Regions from separate parts of the Rattus norvegicus genome. Here all the other regions are linked to region 2. Evidence: chromatin contacts called from public Hi-C data. All regions are on one chromosome and are shown on one strand. The core of a region is the stretch at or near the end of the contact, and the rest is flanking DNA. Distances in the headings are between cores, read along the strand shown.

Evidence for each region. Hi-C and Micro-C count contacts between places; a contact is called where the count stands out from the background.
Region 1: a contact with region 2 is called in a Hi-C map of liver, with 4 times the contacts expected there. The contact joins two enhancer-like sites. A contact is called at or near these places in 9 of 12 Hi-C or Micro-C datasets (the A7r5 cell line, the Rat2 cell line, Schwann cells and 5 more).
Region 3: a Hi-C map of liver shows a contact between it and region 2, with 4 times the contacts expected there. The contact joins two enhancer-like sites. A contact is called at or near these places in 2 of 12 Hi-C or Micro-C datasets (kidney and liver).

The regions. Positions count from the first base shown.
Region 1 is chr7:33,554,216-33,557,103 of GRCr8, forward strand. No RefSeq gene overlaps it. Among named protein-coding and RNA genes, the nearest start is that of U2l1, 280 kb to the right of the region's middle. Within about 2 kb of position 1,471, at least 4 of the 93 cell types and tissues checked have an H3K27ac peak or open chromatin away from gene starts, as enhancers often do. A contact at or near this core is called in hepatocytes and liver, where this site is marked.
Region 2 is chr7:32,702,110-32,705,071 of GRCr8, forward strand. No RefSeq gene overlaps it. Among named protein-coding and RNA genes, the nearest start is that of Plekhg7, 11 kb to the left of the region's middle. Within about 2 kb of position 1,647, at least 33 of the 93 cell types and tissues checked have an H3K27ac peak or open chromatin away from gene starts, as enhancers often do. A contact at or near this core is called in hepatocytes and liver, where this site is marked.
Region 3 is chr7:33,352,371-33,355,323 of GRCr8, forward strand. No RefSeq gene overlaps it. Among named protein-coding and RNA genes, the nearest start is that of Btg1, 130 kb to the left of the region's middle. Within about 2 kb of position 1,436, at least 1 of the 93 cell types and tissues checked has an H3K27ac peak or open chromatin away from gene starts, as enhancers often do. A contact at or near this core is called in liver, where this site is marked.

The DNA.
Region 1 (2,888 bases), core at 221-2,720, 850 kb after region 2:
CATCGAACAGTGGCAGGCATAGCTGCCCGAATTCAGGGGGAAAATGCCTGTCATTTACCTCACATAACTTTATACATCTTGATTCAGACAATTAAAAATGTAAGACTTGAAGCCTGGAATCTCATTTCAGTAGAGTAGTTGTGCTCTTTGCGAATATAATTCAGACAGTGTGGTCTTCTTTGATCACTGACCAAACTCAGCAGATGTAACTGAGGCGCTAAAAACATTAGCGCTCCTGTATATGTCCTTGTATACAGAGGTATTAGCATGGGGTGGTTCACAGATACCACAGGTTAGTCTAGGAATACATTTATGTGCTTTGCTCCAGCACCTGTATCTACAGAAAAGCAGTTTTTCCGTCTTTGGGTCTTTCATACAAATGGATTGATTTTCTGCAGATGGCATGTTTCACACAAAGGATATAGCTCAGTTAAGAGGCTGGTTTCTTGGCACATAGCATGGATGCCCAGGACCCCATAAACCAGACCTGTTTCAGGACACTGCCTGGCGTCCCCAGACTCAGGAGGGTGTGAGTGCGCCGGAAGGCAGAGATTCAGGGTCATCTGCTTTAAACCAAGTCAATGCCAGTCCAGGAAACAGGAGATCCTGTCTCAAAGAAAGAAAAACACGTTCTCTATAATATTGTAAAATTTCATCGCAAAATCTTTAAAACTTCAGGGTAGAGGTGATTGCTTACCAGTGCTCAGCCTTGCCAGTCCCAGAGCTAGGCAGTAAATATTTGGTGAAAGGATGAGTGTCCTCCCGTTAGGCAATGAGGTTGCTTTAGCAATCGGATCCCTTAAATGGCATTATTTACTTGCTGAAAATGTGTTTTCTATATTGGCTAAGTTGTTTAATTTACATAGGCCTGCTGCCACACTGCCCTGTCACAGATCCACTGCAGAGCGTGCCCACAGCCTTTCTGACCTTCTCGCATCTAGAGATGTTGAGAAGCAAAGCCAGCTGTATCCATTTTGATTTCACAGCCCAGCCCAGCCCTGCCCCACCCCGCCCCTCTACCTCTAAATTGCAATTCTTTGATTTTCAATGCAGAGATGACATGCCCCAGCCTGGTCTGTGATTCCATAAATGCTTTAGCTTTAGGTTATAAACAGACTCAAGTGGAGTCTTGTCTGCCTGTTTACTGGACTGTTTTAGAGGCTGCTCAAATCCAAATGGCCAGGGGGAGGAGATGGAAACTTAATGTGTTTCAGGCTTCAGCGCCTGAAGGTAAGGGAGACACTGGGTTTCCCATTGCAGGTGAGCAGAAAAGACCTTTGAGCCTAAGCCATCCTGTTTTTCCCCAGTAAATATATATCATACTCAAATGACAGGTTTTCTGTCAAATACTGAATGAGACCCGCCTATCCAGGGAAGTTGAGCAATTCTTTGCTTGTTCAATACTTTAATCCTCAGCTCAGTTAAACAGAAGCTCCGGCACACAGGACAGAAAGTACAGCAAACATTGGGCATGCCAAACATGATGGGACTTTTTTGCTGGCATCACTCTGCCCTTCACCACTCCCCACTGGAAGAACGAGTTTTAAAGTTCTTTCTCTTGCCCAGGAAGCTGTTATTCTTATGGCAAAAGGCTGAGATCAATCACTATGCCAGATCCACGTCATTTGAAAGCATGACACAAGGGCAGGGATTAAGTTGAAATTTTAAGATGTAAAGTGTTATAATGTGAAGGAATTGGTACTTGTTGACTATATCCAAGGATGGTTGATGTACTTGGCATTTTCCAAACAATGTAATTCATTTATGATTACTTATGAATGGGAATCGGAAAGTTTTGAGTTGGGCTCTATGTTAGACACTGAAAGGAAAGAAAATGAATTGTCCTTAAGAAGTCTGCAAAGAGCTAGAGAGGCTCAGTGGGAAAGGTGCCTGCAGTGCCAGCATAGAGACCGAAGAAGAATCCGTATGAAGAACCCCAGAGTGGTGGTACAGGCTTGGCATTCCAATGCTGGGGAGGCAGAGACAGGTGGATGCCTGAGGCTCATAAGCTAGTCATCCTAACCTAGTCAGTGAGTCCCGGGTCAGTGAGAGACTGTCTCATAAAATGGACAGCTCCTGAGGTGTAATACCTGAGGCTGTTCTTTGTCTTTCACATGCACATACATCTGAACTCGAACAAATACAAACAGATGCACAACTCAACAGGTTCACATAGGTCAACATTGTACCCAGGAGAGCATCATGGAATGAACATACAATAAGTTTTTGTGTCATTGTATTATCACTGTGTCTCAGCAATGTCCCCTTATGTCCTCATTAGTTTTTGTTGTTGTTGTTGTTGTTGTTGTTGTTGTTGTTGTTTTGTTTTGTCACCTACACACAACCTGGATTCCCGAGGGAAGGGGGATTCTCAATTGAAATTTTGCCTTGATCAGATTGGCCTGTGAGCATGTCTGTGGTGGACATTGTCCCAGTGGATGATTTATATGGGAGGACCCAGCCTGTTATGAGGAGCACCATCTCTAAGCAACTGGTCCTGGGATGCATACAACAGCTAGTTGAGCCTGAGCCAGAGGGTGAAGCAACAGGCATTCGTTTGTTGTTTCTACTTCAGTTCCTGCCTTTACTACCCACAATGATAGACTGCCACTTAAAACTTTAAGATGAAATAAAGCCTCTCCTTTTGTGTTGGCTTTGGCTAGAGTGACTTATTGTAGAAACAGAATGAAAAAGTGATCCTGCCAGTAGGAAGCAGGAAAGGACATTAGACAAGAGTGTCAAGTACCAAGCACCCGTGGCATAAAAAAAATAGCCAATTCAATGATAGAAGTGCTGAGATTTTTCTTAGAAAAGCAGGACATGTTTGGCTGGAGAAGCATCCAATCCATGGTAGTGGAACCAGACCAACTCATCTGGCTCTGGTCTGT
Region 2 (2,962 bases), core at 397-2,896:
CTATGATTGGAGGTTTGAGGGCCGGAGTACTAAACCACAACCTTCTCTTTTGCCTTTCAAACATCCCGAGCTTTTCAGGAGGTACACTGTGTGGCAGCTCATGGACCTTCCCACTTTCTGATGGATAGGGACACTGAGGCGACCAATATGAGTCTAGTCTTGCTTGACCTTTGACCCTTAGTCCAGTGTTCTTTCCAATTTGCCGCGTGGTATCTTGGAGGAGAGGCTGGCTATGTCGTCCATAAGGTCCATGAGGACCAACATTGGGTTAAGCTCTTCCATGCTGTGTGGTGCTTGGCATGCAATAGGCCCTCCGTACATACTTGTTGGCTGAGTGAAATATACACTGTCATAAGCTGGCTGAACTTCTCGGTGCTTTTAGGGAGTGAAATGGGGTTAGGAGATGTGGAGGGTGGTTAATTTATGGTCCCAGATTCTCTTCTCCAGGAAGAGAGCTCAGTCCCTTGAAGATAAATGCTTTACTATTTTTATCGCCTCAAGGTTTACAGGATCCTCACGCTCTCTCCAGCTTGCTCTTCCTTTTTCAGGGAAGTTTTTACTTTTTTTTTCTTAGGGTTAAGAGCTGTCGAATTTCCTAAATCTGGATATCCCAGAATGTGGGCTACTTAAGAAAAAAAAAAAAAAAGATGAGCTCATGTGTGTGTGTGTGTGTGTGTGTGTGCGACTGTATGTATGTATGTTTTGACTGTGCAGATATATAAATTGAATCTTCTTGCCGGACCCACAAGTTGAGTTGATGATCTCCCAGCAGTGGCATCTGTTGGAAAAATCTCGACTCAGTTCAAACCAATTGTGCAGCTTTTATTTTGCCCCAAAGAGATAGCCTAGGCTGTAATAGCTCAGCTGTGATCATTCCTGGTAATGGTCTTTGAATGGCTTTGAATGGCTTGTCTGCAAGTTCTGTGTGTTGGTGTCAGACTCTACTTAGGTCAGACAAGGACAGCTAACGACCGTCTGATGGCTTCCATCTGGGCCTTAAGCGATGCCTGCTCCCAGGTGTTTGGGCAATTATCACTGACAGGCACCCCAGGAGAAGGGCACGGGGAGGAGAGACTAGAGAACAAGCCCTCAGCTCATAGCTACATGGCAGAGGCTGCAGTTTGGCTGCTAGGACATTCTCAAAGGCTTTCTGTTGTCCCAATTCACTTTGTTTTTCTCTGGTAGACTTAGAAAAAGGTGTTTGTTGGCCGGCTTGCCAGCTGTGCTCTGTGGGAAAACAGCCTGCTAGGGTGGAGTGAAGTGGTTAGTCACTTCTCCACCTTTACGAGTTATTCCTCTGCACTGAAGTTACCTTTCCTACTGGCAGATACAAAGATCACATTATGCGTGGTGCCCAGGGGTGGACCCGAGAAGGTGCTGGCAAGAGGTGGAGTGACTGGTGATGACTGGCTGGTTTTTATGTAGACAAATTGACCAGAAGGATTTTTTTTTAATTTGGCATAAGGACTTACTTCTTTCTTCTTCTTTTTTTCTTCTTCTCACAATAATGAATGAGCTTGTTTGCAATTATACAACAAGTTCCCATTCATTAGCAACCAGAGCGGGATCCCAGCACTGGGACTTTGAATGTGCAGTTTCTTATTTGGTCCAAGGTCGAGCAATTTCAGCAGTCAGCTGTGGTGCTGCCAGCTCAGGTGTCCTGGGAGTGCTTTGATGTTTGCTCGTGCAGGAGGGCTGGATCTCCCTCTCTTGAATATATGAGGCTCAGGGCCTGTCATTTGTTTCGGAGATATGGAGTAACTGTAGACAGAAGTTTCAGCTTTGTCTGAAACTTATGTCACAAGGGAAGAGAATTTTCATATAGCTGCTGGACTTTGGATGACCCAACATTGTTTCCTCTTAGGAGTTGGGCCAAAGGACACTTCTTCACTAAAGCAAACAGGAGTCCTCCATCCACTTCATTCCTCTGACTGTGATCTCCCTTGAAAATAAAGAGTGGCAATTCTGATATTTGAATGTTTTTTTTCTCTCAAAAGCAAAAGTTCATTTATTGTTTTTTGATTACTTAATTACTTATTCTTGTTATTACTGTTGCTTTTGTGAGAGAGGGCACCAGTATGGAGCTTAAGTATGCCTTGAACTTGTGATCCTTCTGCTTCGGCCCCCAAGGACTAGAATTATAGATGCTGCCATGCTTGGCTCAAAAGGAAAATTGACCCCTGCCTTGAAATTGGACATGATTGTTGTTTGTGTAATTGTGTTTGTGTGTTGTGAGGAGTGATGTGGTGTAGTGGGGGACAGTGTGATGGTGTGCAATAGGGGACAGTATGATGGGGTGCAGTGGGGACAGTGGGATGGGTACAGTGGGGACAGTGTGATGGGTGCAGTGGGGACAGTGTGATGGGGTGCAGTGGGGACAGTGTGATGGGTACAGTGGGGGACAGTATGATGGGGTGCAGTGAGGGAACAGTGTGATGGGTGCATTGGGAACAGTTTGATGGGTACAGTGGGGGACAGTGTGATGGGTATGGTGATTGTGAGGAGGCTGACAGTGACAATTTTTTTTGTAGCTATCAGTCAAAGCAGAATCATGTTCTGAGATCCTCTGACATGCCCTTTGACCCAGATGACAAAGGTGTACAGGAGCCCACAGGATACCACGCAGAATCAAGGCAGAGCCAGCAAGCAGCACTGTACTGTTCCATGAGTTTTTACAACTGTCTACCATACAGTGCCTGAATTTCCTACAAAAGAATGTAAAACGAGGATTTCTTTCAGACCTTCATTGTAATGGTTAAATGCATTAAGGACTACAGCACATGAATTTATTTATAGAATATAATTTCATTATACTTAATGGAAACTATATTCCATAATATAATGAAAACTAAATTGCATATATATTACACGCATACATATATGAGTTTGAAATGAATGTGGGCCTTTTATTAAATAATATTTTTCATAAACATCTGGAATTCTATTTAAGAAATTGCAACTA
Region 3 (2,953 bases), core at 186-2,685, 650 kb after region 2:
GCACGCCTTTACCGCTAGCATATAGAAGCAATAGCGAGCGAAATCTTTGTGATTTTAAGACCAGACTGGTAAACCAAGCCAGTTTCAGGGTAGGCAGTGTTACACAGAGAAACCCTACCTTAGGGGCGGGGCGGGGCGGGGCGGGAAAGGGCAGGTAGGGAATCCTGCTGCAGTTGATGGGCTTCACAAACCTTTGAATGGAGATTTCATTTGATGTATCCATGGCGCATCATGTTCCATGAGCACAGAACTTTTCAAATTTGATGTTGCGGACCTCTGTTTTCCTTTCCTCTTCAGGTACACTAGAGGCAATCACACAGCTCCAGGTAGAGAGAAGACTCTCAAGGCCTGGTGCCATCTCACTCAGACTTCGTGCCTGTGTGTATGTTTAATTTCCCTTGAATTCTTTTAGTAATATCTCAAAAGGAAACAAAATAAACAAGAATTTAATCTATTCTGTTTATCTGGAAGCTTTACTCTTAACCTCATAAGGTTTTTCAACATAATTAGTTTTGACTACAGAGTTTATCAGCATTTATAGGTTTCTCAAAAAACAAAATGAAGGGCACATTCATTTTCTTATGCTTCACCAACTACAAATTTGAGATCATTTGAAATTTTAATTCTGAATTATAATAAAATAATAACTTTATACTCTGCATCAGTGATTTAAAATGGTTGAAACTGAATCGCGTCTTTAATTTTTTTTATGTGGAATATTTTCTTCTCTTGGCTTCTTACTTTTATTGGGACATGTATTTCAATGCATATTGATTCGGGTTTTAAGATCTTGTCTGCTGTGACAACGAGGATGAGACAGAGACCCTGGTAGGAGGAGGTCTGAATTGCAGATGGTCTCAAGGGTGCCACTGAGTGACTGGTGGACCATGTCTGTTTGGTCTGAGCCACAGTTAACTGCTGTCATTTCTGGGCTAACTGTTCTTTTTCTCACTTACCTCAGGACACAGAGGGGCCGTTTGGTAGACCAGCATACTAACTCTAAGTGCGCAGTACCACTTAGTCCTAGATAGAAGTTGTCCGTGACCTTCCTGCCTGAAGTGCTCCTCACCATCCACTCTGAGCTATTTGCCTATGAGTCTTTCTGCGCCAGTTCCTGGGTTTCACAGTTCTGACTTTGAGGTGGTTCACCATTCCTTCTGATTTCCAATGCTCTTATGAAATTGTGCATTTATTTGATTTCATCAGAGTAATTGGGATAGGTAGAAATGTCTGTTCAGTCTGCCTTTTGCTCCTTTCTGGACAGACAGACAGACAGACAGACACACACACACACACACACACACACACACACACACACACACCCCAAACCAACAGTTAAATTCTAACCCTGGTTTTCACTTCTTGTGTATGCTCTGTCCAGTGGCAAAGAGTGCATCACCAGGACAAATTGCACTGGTGCTAGTGGCTTCTGAAAAGCTATGATGGCGTGGAGGAGAGCCAGGACCCATGATGCAAGTGGCATTGCCCAAAACAAGTTTCTTTAAATGTACTCACTTCAAAAGGACTTTATACGTCTCTTTAGCGAAATCGATATTTTCCCACATGTTTAATTGACAGCCACACCATTTTCTGGAATAGCATTACTAAATTTCTTGACATTTTAACCAGTACAAAGATTAACTAATAGTGTATTAGGAAGTTCTGTGTTGAAATCTTGTAATGTAGTCCAAGCTGGCTCCTGCCTTTTCTTCCTGTGTATTGCAATCACAGGCATATATCACTCTCTGCCTGGCCAAACATGTTTTCCATCAAATGCACTATTTTAAGAAGGCTTCCTGCATTCCTGTTATTTGACTTGTGAGTTGGAGATTTCTTGCTGTGTAGTTTCAAACTCTTGATCCTCCCGCCTTATTCTCTTGAGTTCTGAGAAGACAAGTGTGTACTATCAGACATGGCTATTCCTCCATTCTTTAAGGTAAACTGTTTTTATCCATTGGTGAGAACTACTGATTTTTATCATGGACTTCTCCTTTTGAGATTATAATGTAAAATCTAAGAACTTCATTGATCTATAAAACATCCTTTTCGTTCTCGTGTGGATTAAGGTTAAGGTTAGAGTTAGCATCCTTGCATAGTACGAGCTAAATCCACGCTATGATTCATGATTTTCCTGAGGCAATGCAGTGTTCATAGACTAAAGAATTGGTGACTTACTTTGCCCAAACCGCTCTCCAAGTTTCTAGTTCCAATTTCATTGCCTATGCAGGAGAAGTAGGCAATATTTTGCTAAAGAGAAAGATCATTCCTTGTTAATATTTCTGACAGCTTGCAGTCTGTTCATTGGGAGCTTGCTTATTCCAACTTCTCGAGATCTGTCTGGTTCTGTGTTGCCAGTGCGATTGTTGCTGTCTTGCTCAACACCCGTGATTCATGCACATCCATGGGTATCTTTATATTTGACTTGGAGCGTCCTCTGATGTGTGCATTATCACTAGGTCAGATCTCTCTGTCCTGGGACACGTATTGGCTCTTGTTTAGTTTTGAGTACAAACAAATCTGGAGCAATAAAATGGCCCAGGGTATTTTGCCCTTGCAAGGAACATACTACACAGCTCATGCCAAGTTTTTCATGGTTTTTGTGAGAAAATTTTAGGTGCAGCAAAAGAGATGATTGGTTACATTCTCACAGCTGATTAGCTCCAACACAGAGTGGTATAAAGTGTGTGTGTGTGTGTGTGTGTGTGTGTGTGTGTGTGTGTGTGTGTGTGTGTGTGATGGGTGGGAAGAGAAGGCCTTAAAGATAATTCTTGTCACTGCTTTGAGTCAGATGATTCAGGCTGAGACAAGGCCAAACCTCGGAGATCTAAACATGTTCTTGGCTCCAGAAGGCAAATAATATATATATCAGATCTCTGCCTTACTGTGGGAGGGATTTATACTTAGACTTTATTCTTCTAGTCGTCCATTTTTCTCCATCCACTGTCAGTGAGCA